2 separate regions of the Mus musculus genome follow, and region 1 is linked to region 2. Evidence: chromatin contacts called from public promoter capture Hi-C data. All regions are on one chromosome and are shown on one strand. Each heading gives the region's core, a stretch centred on a gene start, on an enhancer-like site or on the middle of the called end of the contact. The rest is flanking DNA. Distances are from core to core; before and after follow the strand shown.

Evidence for each region. Promoter capture Hi-C pulls out the DNA fragments that hold promoters and counts their contacts.
Region 1: a contact with region 2 is called in a promoter capture Hi-C map of second pharyngeal arch cranial neural crest, with 7 times the contacts expected there. The contact joins the promoter of Ccdc90b here to the enhancer-like site in region 2. A contact is called at or near these places in 9 of 39 promoter capture datasets (the 3T3-L1 cell line, 3T3-L1-derived adipocytes, cranial neural crest and 4 more) and 1 of 115 datasets of contacts at active chromatin or transcription factors (astrocytes).

What each region holds. Positions count from the first base shown.
Region 1 is chr7:92,559,439-92,563,396 of GRCm38.p6, reverse strand. It overlaps Ccdc90b (coiled-coil domain containing 90B), which reads right to left and starts at 2,248. Exons shown (of 9, transcript NM_025515.3): 1 at 1,762-2,248. The coding sequence starts at 1,861.
Region 2 is chr7:91,455,660-91,460,080 of GRCm38.p6, reverse strand. All of the region lies in intron 2 of Dlg2 (discs large MAGUK scaffold protein 2), which reads right to left. Among named protein-coding and RNA genes, the nearest start is that of Gm24552, 210 kb to the right of the region's middle. Within about 2 kb of position 2,635, at least 4 of the 459 cell types and tissues checked have an H3K27ac peak or open chromatin away from gene starts, as enhancers often do. A contact at or near this core is called in second pharyngeal arch cranial neural crest, where this site is marked.

The sequences.
Region 1 (3,958 bases), core at 999-3,498, 1.1 Mb before region 2:
AGGACCAAACCCAGCTCATCAGGCTTGGCAATAATACCTCTGCCTGCAGACTTATCTCGCCTGGTACCAGCTTGTTATTTTTCTATAAAAATTCAAAGAATTAAAGCATATATTCTCAGGGAGTAGGTGGTGGTACATGCCTTTAATCCCAACACTCGGGAGGTGGAGACAGGTGGATCTCTGTGAGTTCAAGGCCAGCCCGCTCTTCAGCTCAAGGACAGCTAAGATTACACAGTGAAACTCATTTCAAACTAACAACTCCAAAGAACATATTCTTACATTATAGTCTAGTGGCATAATGTATATGTTGCTTCAGAGAATCTTGGCAAATTAAATGAACTAACAAAAATGCTTCCTCTCCACCTGAGGACTGATTCAGTACTTCTGGTCATAAGGCTTGGCAATCTGTACTTAGAAGAATCAATCATCTGTAGTGTTTCTGATGTACTGCTAAGTGTGGATAGTAACAAATGAAGACTGCAGCACCATCGACAAAAACGTAGACAAATCACGGCTTCCTCTGCATCTCACCATCTACTTGAAAATAACTATACTGTGGTATTTCCATGGGATAAGGACCAACTTTCAAATTTGCTAGACTATTGACATTTGTCTATAGTAAGCAGTAAATACTTGTTACACTGAACAGGGACACAAACCATGCACTAATTTTAAGGGGAGACAAGATTTCCTCAAGAGTAACCAGACTTCAAGTGGAATAACTTGAAAATTGTACCAAAATATTAACATTTTTCTGGGGTGTTATATTTTTGGTAAAAGTACACAGATAAGTTGAGATTTGAATTATTTCATCAGATTCAAAACAATGCTACCCCTTTGTGTGTGAGGGCACACATACCTAAGGAGAGAACAGAGGAGGTCTTTGTATCCTGCTCTGTCATGCCCTTCCTAAGTCTTTGATAGGGCAGCTTTTATTGAACCTGGAAGTGGCTGGGGGTTCAACTTTGTGTTGTTATGCTTGTGTGCAGCACAAGTTTCTACCAGTGGACCCACCTCGCCACCCTTTTCTGAAAAGTCCACCAGAATGTGTATTTATAATAACTACCTAAATATGGATTCAAAGATGTGACTAATTCTAGCAGCTAAACAGTAGCCTTGCAAGGGCAGCCTTGATTGAAAGTCAGCGGAACAAATACAATTAAATAACAGGGTGAAAACAAAACAGTGGCAAACAACAAAACCACACAAGTGTGGAGGGCGGAGAAGTGTTTTTGGGTACTGAATAACTCAGTTTATCATCATACACAGATCCAGGAAGAACGAAATGTGGAGGTTGGGATGCCTTTTACGGCGGAAAAACTGAAAAGCACAAGTATAAAAAAAAGCCTTGGAAATAGTTCTCAGAGTAAAGTAAGATATTCTCCAGGATATACAGACTAACAAAGTGTTTGGAAACGCATAGGTTCCAGGACACTTAAAAAACAAAACAAAACCCTACTATGTGATTTGTAAATCAGAACACCCGCAAACTACCTAAGAGTTCATAAATGGAGACGGAACCCCGCCCCGCGCCCCCACCAACTCAAGCCGAGAGGAGGCGCAGGTCCGCAGGGGCTGGGTCTAGGAGGAAGGAAGCCCTCCAGCCAGACCCTGTCTGGAACGCCCAAGACCCACCATCCCCGGAGCTCGCGGGTGGCTCTGCGCGGGTGGGCGGGGCCCTGCAGGGGGTGTGTCACTCTCGCGGACGCCTGAGCGGGCACACCCGCCCGAACCTTCTCCCTGAGCGAGTCTTCGTCTCACCTCTCCGCAGGGCGGGTGACAGACGCCCATGAGGAGTTGAAGTCCAGCGGATTCCGCCGCCGTCAGGGCGCAGGAACCGCCAAATCCAGCGGCTCCTCATAGTCTCGGAGCCCCGCAGGTCAGCAAGGGGAAGCGGAATACGCGTTGATTTTCGCTGAGGCTTTCGGACAATGAAGTCCTCTCACCATCAGGATGCTGGGAAATGTAGTTTCCGGTCTGTCACCAAAGCACCTACTTGAGAGGTTTTTCTTCTACAAAGCTAGGCCTCTTCACAGAGCCACACTTAACACGACTCAGAGCTTATCCCCCTAGCACATCGCCCTTTTCCCATCTCTTCCCGCCTTTACCGCCCTAAGAAAGCGGGGTCTTGGAGAACCTTCTGGCGCCCATTTGCGGGCGGCGAGTTAGTCCCGCAGCAAGCTTCCCAGACCGAATCCAGCGTAGCAGCATAGCATCATGGGACCCGCAGTCCTTGCTGCTGAGGATTGTGGGGATGAGACCGCGTTGTAGCATCGACCAGTGCCCGTGGAAGTCCAAAGCGTATCACACACTTGCAGTTTCGCGTCTCTCTGCTTGGCCCTCTGGTGCACTGGAGGACCAACTGTTTTAGGCCTTTTCTTCAGGGAAACGAAAATTCTCCATTTCCTGGGTCGGCATTGTTCATGATTTAACATTCTCCAACTTCAGTTACCAAAGTCATTGCCCCACCTGGTAAAACCTTGAAAGCAATGTACTAACTAGTCTGTCGCTTACCCAGATTGCAACTTTGTGGGAATCAGCTACCCACCAGCCACCATTTCAAGCACTGAAGCTCATTAAAAACAAAACTTGGTTCCCACCAGCAAGCACTTTAGTAGATTACACATAGAAGGAAATTAAAATGATTCTGTCGTGGGTACTAGGGACAGAGACAGGAGAGACAGTTCTCCTGGGCTGCCAGGTGGGTCCCTGGTATTCAAGCGAAGCACTCTAGACTTTAAAATATTTTCCAATTTCATTTTCAGAAATATCTGAATGCCAGCTAGGTTTAAAGATTAATAATTCGAAGAACAAAGAAAGAATTCCAACAACAATTTAAGTTCTTACTGTACAGGATTTTTTTCCCAGGCTATGTGGGGATTATAAGGATTTCTGCTCTCCAAGTGAAAGACCCACAACATGAGGACTCCCCCACGTTCTGACTCAGGAGAGGCGACACCCCAAATCACGCATGAGAAACGGTCTTGCTGCAAACTGCAAGAGGACTTTTAATTCAAGAGTGCTCTCGGGACCACAGTAATACACCACGCAGGGGTAGAGGTCCCTGGCGCCCCAAGTAGCTGGGTAAGGGGGTATTTAAAGGAAGAAACCACAACTCAAGGAAGTGGGGAAGGCATTGTTGGAAAATACCAAAGATACCAGTTAAGAGTCAAAAGGAAGTGCAAAGTCACAAGAGTCACAAGGAATACCTGGTAATTGTTCGGGTTATCTCTCAAGACAGTTTCTAAGAGCCCCTAACAATGGCACATTTGCATAGCGGGTTCCAGCAATGGTCAGGGGGGGGGGGTCAGGGTAACTTTCTTTGAATGAACACTCTTTGAACCCAGGAAGCGGTGGGTAGAGGAATGTCTGTTTTATGACTAGCATACCTTGGAGCATTGAGTCACATTCCCAAGCCTGGGCCTAAAGGCCCAGAATTTTGCTTTTATATTTTTTCACAAGAACTTGTAATAGAAAAACAGGAGAAGGTAGAGAATAAGGAAACAGTAATATCTTAGTATCATGTAAGTTTTTAAACAATTAATCTTCTAGTCCAGCTGAGAGTGGGATGTTGGCCATATTTGCAATAGCCAAGCTATAGAGAAAGCCTAGGTGCCCATCAACAAATGAATAAGAATTATTATGTGTACAATGGAGTTTTATTTAGTTATAAAGAAAATCAAGGGCAGGAGAGGTGGCTCAGCCATTAAGAGCATTGACTACTCTTCCAGAGGTCCTGAGTTCAGTTCCCAGAAACCACATGGTGGCTCACAACCGTTTGTAATGGGATCCGATGCTCTTTTCTGGTGTGTCTGAACACAGCTACAGTGTACTCATATACATAATTTTTTAAAAAAGGAAATCAAATTCATGACATTGGGGTGGGAGTGGGGGAACGGGAGAGTATCATATTAAGCAAAGTAAGGCAGATACACAAATACAAACATCCCGTGTGTTT
Region 2 (4,421 bases), core at 1,386-3,885:
CTTGAGCTCTTACTTATTTTATTTCTCATCGTGTACACAGAGCGCTAAGCCCATGTACGGCAATCACTCAGCAAATGGAATTTAGGATCCAGAGTTCTCCAAAGTCAATGTGCAAGTCACAGACAAAGGTCTAGAAATATATGGCTGCGTGTTAGAAGAAATAGGCTGGGCCATTTGGAAGATTCAAATTCCTATGGAGTCTGAGAACCATGGCTTTACATAATGCAATCATCTATAATGCAGCCACTGCAGACACCAGAAAAAGAAACCCCTTATAATGGAATCATGTTCAGGTTCTGCTGGTCTTAACCAATGTATATTTGGGGAATCCTTTAGCTTCATTTTTTGGGCACAATAATTTCTTTCTGTTCTCTGCCCTGATCACTTAGAGCATGGGGAAGTTGGGACAACTCAGTAGGCTTCAGACATCCTTACTCTCCTCCCAGCAAGAAATGCATCTGGCAATATGGTCTGTTATATATCTACACACTGACATGAGCATCTTTTATGGTATATTCCATTTTCTACTCTAATCTTTATTTTCTCATTAGATTTATTTTGCAAGTATTTATAGGTCAGATGCCCTATGGAAAGCCTGACTTTAATTATTTCCATTGTTCCTTCTGTCTTCAGATCGTATGGCACTCATTTGCTGATAATATAACAATCTGAAACTCAGTCACCACACTAGCTATATTTATGACCAACGTGTCTTAGGTAATAACTTTGAACACAGAATTGCTTCCTAACCTTTGTATTCATTTTCCTAAATCATAAGGAGGGTCATAAATGACACATATGCATATGTGTCTTCACATCTCTGAGAGCTTCCAAAGGGTATGTTTCTTTATGTTTTAGTAAATTCTTATTTGGAATACTCAAAAAAAAAAAAAAAGAAAAGAAAAGAAAACAGTTGTATGCCCTCAATTCACTGCTCAATTCACTGGCTGTACTTTTTTTTTTTTGACCTAGCCAAAGTGACATAAAGTTGCAAAGAAAAGATGACTACTTGGCTAGTACATACTTGCTTATCTCTATAGTATGAGAATATACTATAATGTCATTATCTCAAGGACCAGAAAGATAGGGAAATGATAAGATCTAGCATCTATTTTTAGTCCAGAATTTATAATGTTAAATTTAGATTGTTCTTACATGTGTCTTTTGTGTTTATTTAATGGAAAAATAATTATAAATTACTGGGCACCTGTTAGGTGTGAAGGACTATTCGAAATAATTCTCGTATTGGATATGTAGTAATCTTTATTACAGATTGAGTCTTGCCCTATTGTATACTTTAGGGAATATGTTAGTATGTTTTATAATAGGTCATACTAGTCAGTAACAGAGGCATTCTTGAAACCCAGAAAATGTTAAACTCCTTTACTTCTCTAAATTATACCTGTGGTACATTATTTGGACTAGCTAGCAGAAAACTGAAAAAAAAAAGTTTCCTCAACTCAAATTAATCTTGATGTATATTAATTGTTTAATGTGTTAGTTTCAAATAATTTATATAGACCTTTGGAAAGGAGAAATAGTGGACAGCACTCTTACTCAAAGCATACAACTAGTTTATTGTTTAAAAGGAAGATGTATTAGGAATTGTGGGTAATTTAAAGGCATTAATGCCACCAGCACCACTAGCAACAACAAGAGATATCTCACATTGACAAAAGAGCTTCTGTGGGCTTTAGTAATTTTTTTTTCTAATTATAACAGAAGCCTTGGCAGTAGTGAGAGTTTAGTTTTTAGAGAAGTTATAATAATAACGGAGTTAACTCTTTAGGAATATTTGCATAAATGATCACTATTAATACTCATTAGAGATTATTATAAGAAATTTTTGTTTTAAAAATTGGTGTGCCTTTGATATATACATACATATAAGTAAAGCAATTTAGTGTATCTATAAAACCATTGTTATTACTTTTATGTAGATGAAAGAAATAGGAAGTTTGAGTACTATCTTCTAACCCATTTTTCAAAAGCCATAAAAAACCCATTGTGGGCTTCATTCTATTGACATGTATGTGGAAGCCAGGCAACTTCAGGACTGCCATGAAGCTCTACTTAGACAGGGTCTCACACTGTTTTAGACCCTGTCAATTAGGAAGGTTCACGCTGATGGCTGATGGAATTCATGCTCTCCTGTTTACAGGCAAGTGCTGTAAGCATGAGCCATCTCTCTAAACCCTAGAGAGAATTCTTGAATTGTGAAAAGCAACTGTAGGTCTTATTTGCCTTAATTTTTTTCCCCCTACTTTCAACATCTGGCCTAAAGAATTAAGATATTTAGGATAAATTGCTGTGACACTTTCCAATTTGAAAACAAAAAACAAAAAAACAAAAAAACAAAAAAAAACAAAACAAAAAAAAACAAAACAAAACAAACAAAACAAAACAAAACAAAACAAAACAAAACAAAACAAAACAAAACAAAAAAACCCGTAAGTAAAGATAAGTTTCATTTGCTCAGAATTCCAACCAGGAGCTTTGGTGCTCTGGTTCAGTACAGATATTTTCCAGGCCATGTACCTCTCAGCCAGCTCTTCTTACCAGGCCTGGGCACAGAAAAAAAATGCATTATCACAAGTATGCAAAATTCTGCCAACCCCTTCTGGTGTCTTTCTTAACTACATGCTTTTCAATTTAGCCTCATAGATGTCAGCTTCTTCCCATAAGAACAGAGGCTTGCACAATCATCAGCTCAGCTGCTTCCGCCATCTAGTGGCAAGAGACAGAAGTGAATGGGTTTTGTTTTCTGTAATTGCTAATGCTGCAAAATGGCAAGAATCAGCTTCATTTTTCAAATCACTGGCATTACTACAAATGCCAAATCTAGAAATACAAATGAACACTAATTTTTAGCAGCTGAAATTGAAGACCTCATGACTTCTGGGGTCACGTGCAACTTTTGGTTGTTTTCAGTTTGTTTTTTGTTTTTGTTTGCTTGTTTGTTTTGTTGTTTGTTTGTTTCTATGGTCAAAGTATTGATTAGGTACCATGTTACTTATGAAGCAGATACTGCTTGACCAACACAATCTTTGGTGGAAGGATATATTCTTGTACACAGGACCTGGCTCCTTTTGAGGAGAATTACTTAGCCTCAGTAAAAAACTGGAGATATTACTACCAGCCAATCACTGTGATGGGACTTGCTGCTTCCTGATCTCAGTAGGTCCTTCTTTCTCCACAAAGTCCTGGATGCTGAGAGTGGATCCTGTATCTCAGTCCTCTGCATTTCTCTTCCTTTTGAGCAACTCTACTCATATTCCCAGCTTGCACTACAGAAAAGATGTCTGTATTGTTAATTCTCTATTAGACTTTTCATCTTCTTCCTCTTTGATATCTGAGGCTTCACATATGCCAGACAAATTCTCTATTAATGACTTTCATAGGGGGACGATTTTAATTTATTTCATATACGTCTTTACCTAATTAGTCAAAAGGAAAGCATTATTTAATCTCCACCTTTCTTTCTTCTACCTTCATGATTTAGTATGTCTCAGAGTCCTGTATATGAGACATCATATATTTTCTAGACAAACTGTCAAATTCATGGTCTCCATGCTCGGTGCCTCCACTTTATCTCTGAGCTCATCACCTTGCCTTCTATGAGATGTCCTTGATTGTGATCTCACTCTTTTCCAGTTTTTCTACAACACCACATGAATAATTGTGTAATTTGCAAGCAGGACTATGTCATTCTCCATTATAAATTTTGCAGTCATCCCTTGTTACTTACAAAATGAAGTTCAGTCTCCACCAAAGGTCATTCTTTGCTTTTGCCACCCCTCTGCCTCACTCTGTCACATGCTGTGCACTCACCCAACTCTCTATATTTGCTATCATCATTTCCCCTCTCTTCCCTATTCAGGTAAGCACCTTCAGTTCTCAGAACCATTGAATATTGACATGATTATTGGAGTTAATGGCAACTTTGACCTTTTCTCCTTAGCTTCTACAAATCTCATCTACAGTTCAATCTCTGATCACATTCACCTCCTATCCAGCCCCAGTGAGCTAAAATAAATAAATAAATAAATAAATAAATAAATAAATAAATATTTTAAAAGGTTATAATTCAAGGTCTTAGAAAGATTTGCCTCTTCTTTTCTATTTTACTGCATATAACATGACATACTATATACGTTAATCTCCATACCTGTGTGTCTAACTAAAGCATGTAAGAAACTTGAAGACAAGTACTTTATAACTCAAAGCATCACACAGAAAACACTATATGGGATGAAGTTGAAGACGATTAAAAGAGTGAGTCAAATAACACAACAAAATATTTTCTTAATACATAGGTTAATGACATCTCAGAAATGCTGGTCATTTTTCCCAAAGTTAGACAAACTGGAAATGACAAATTTGGACTCTAATGTGTATTTGTTTGATCAAAATCCCAGTGG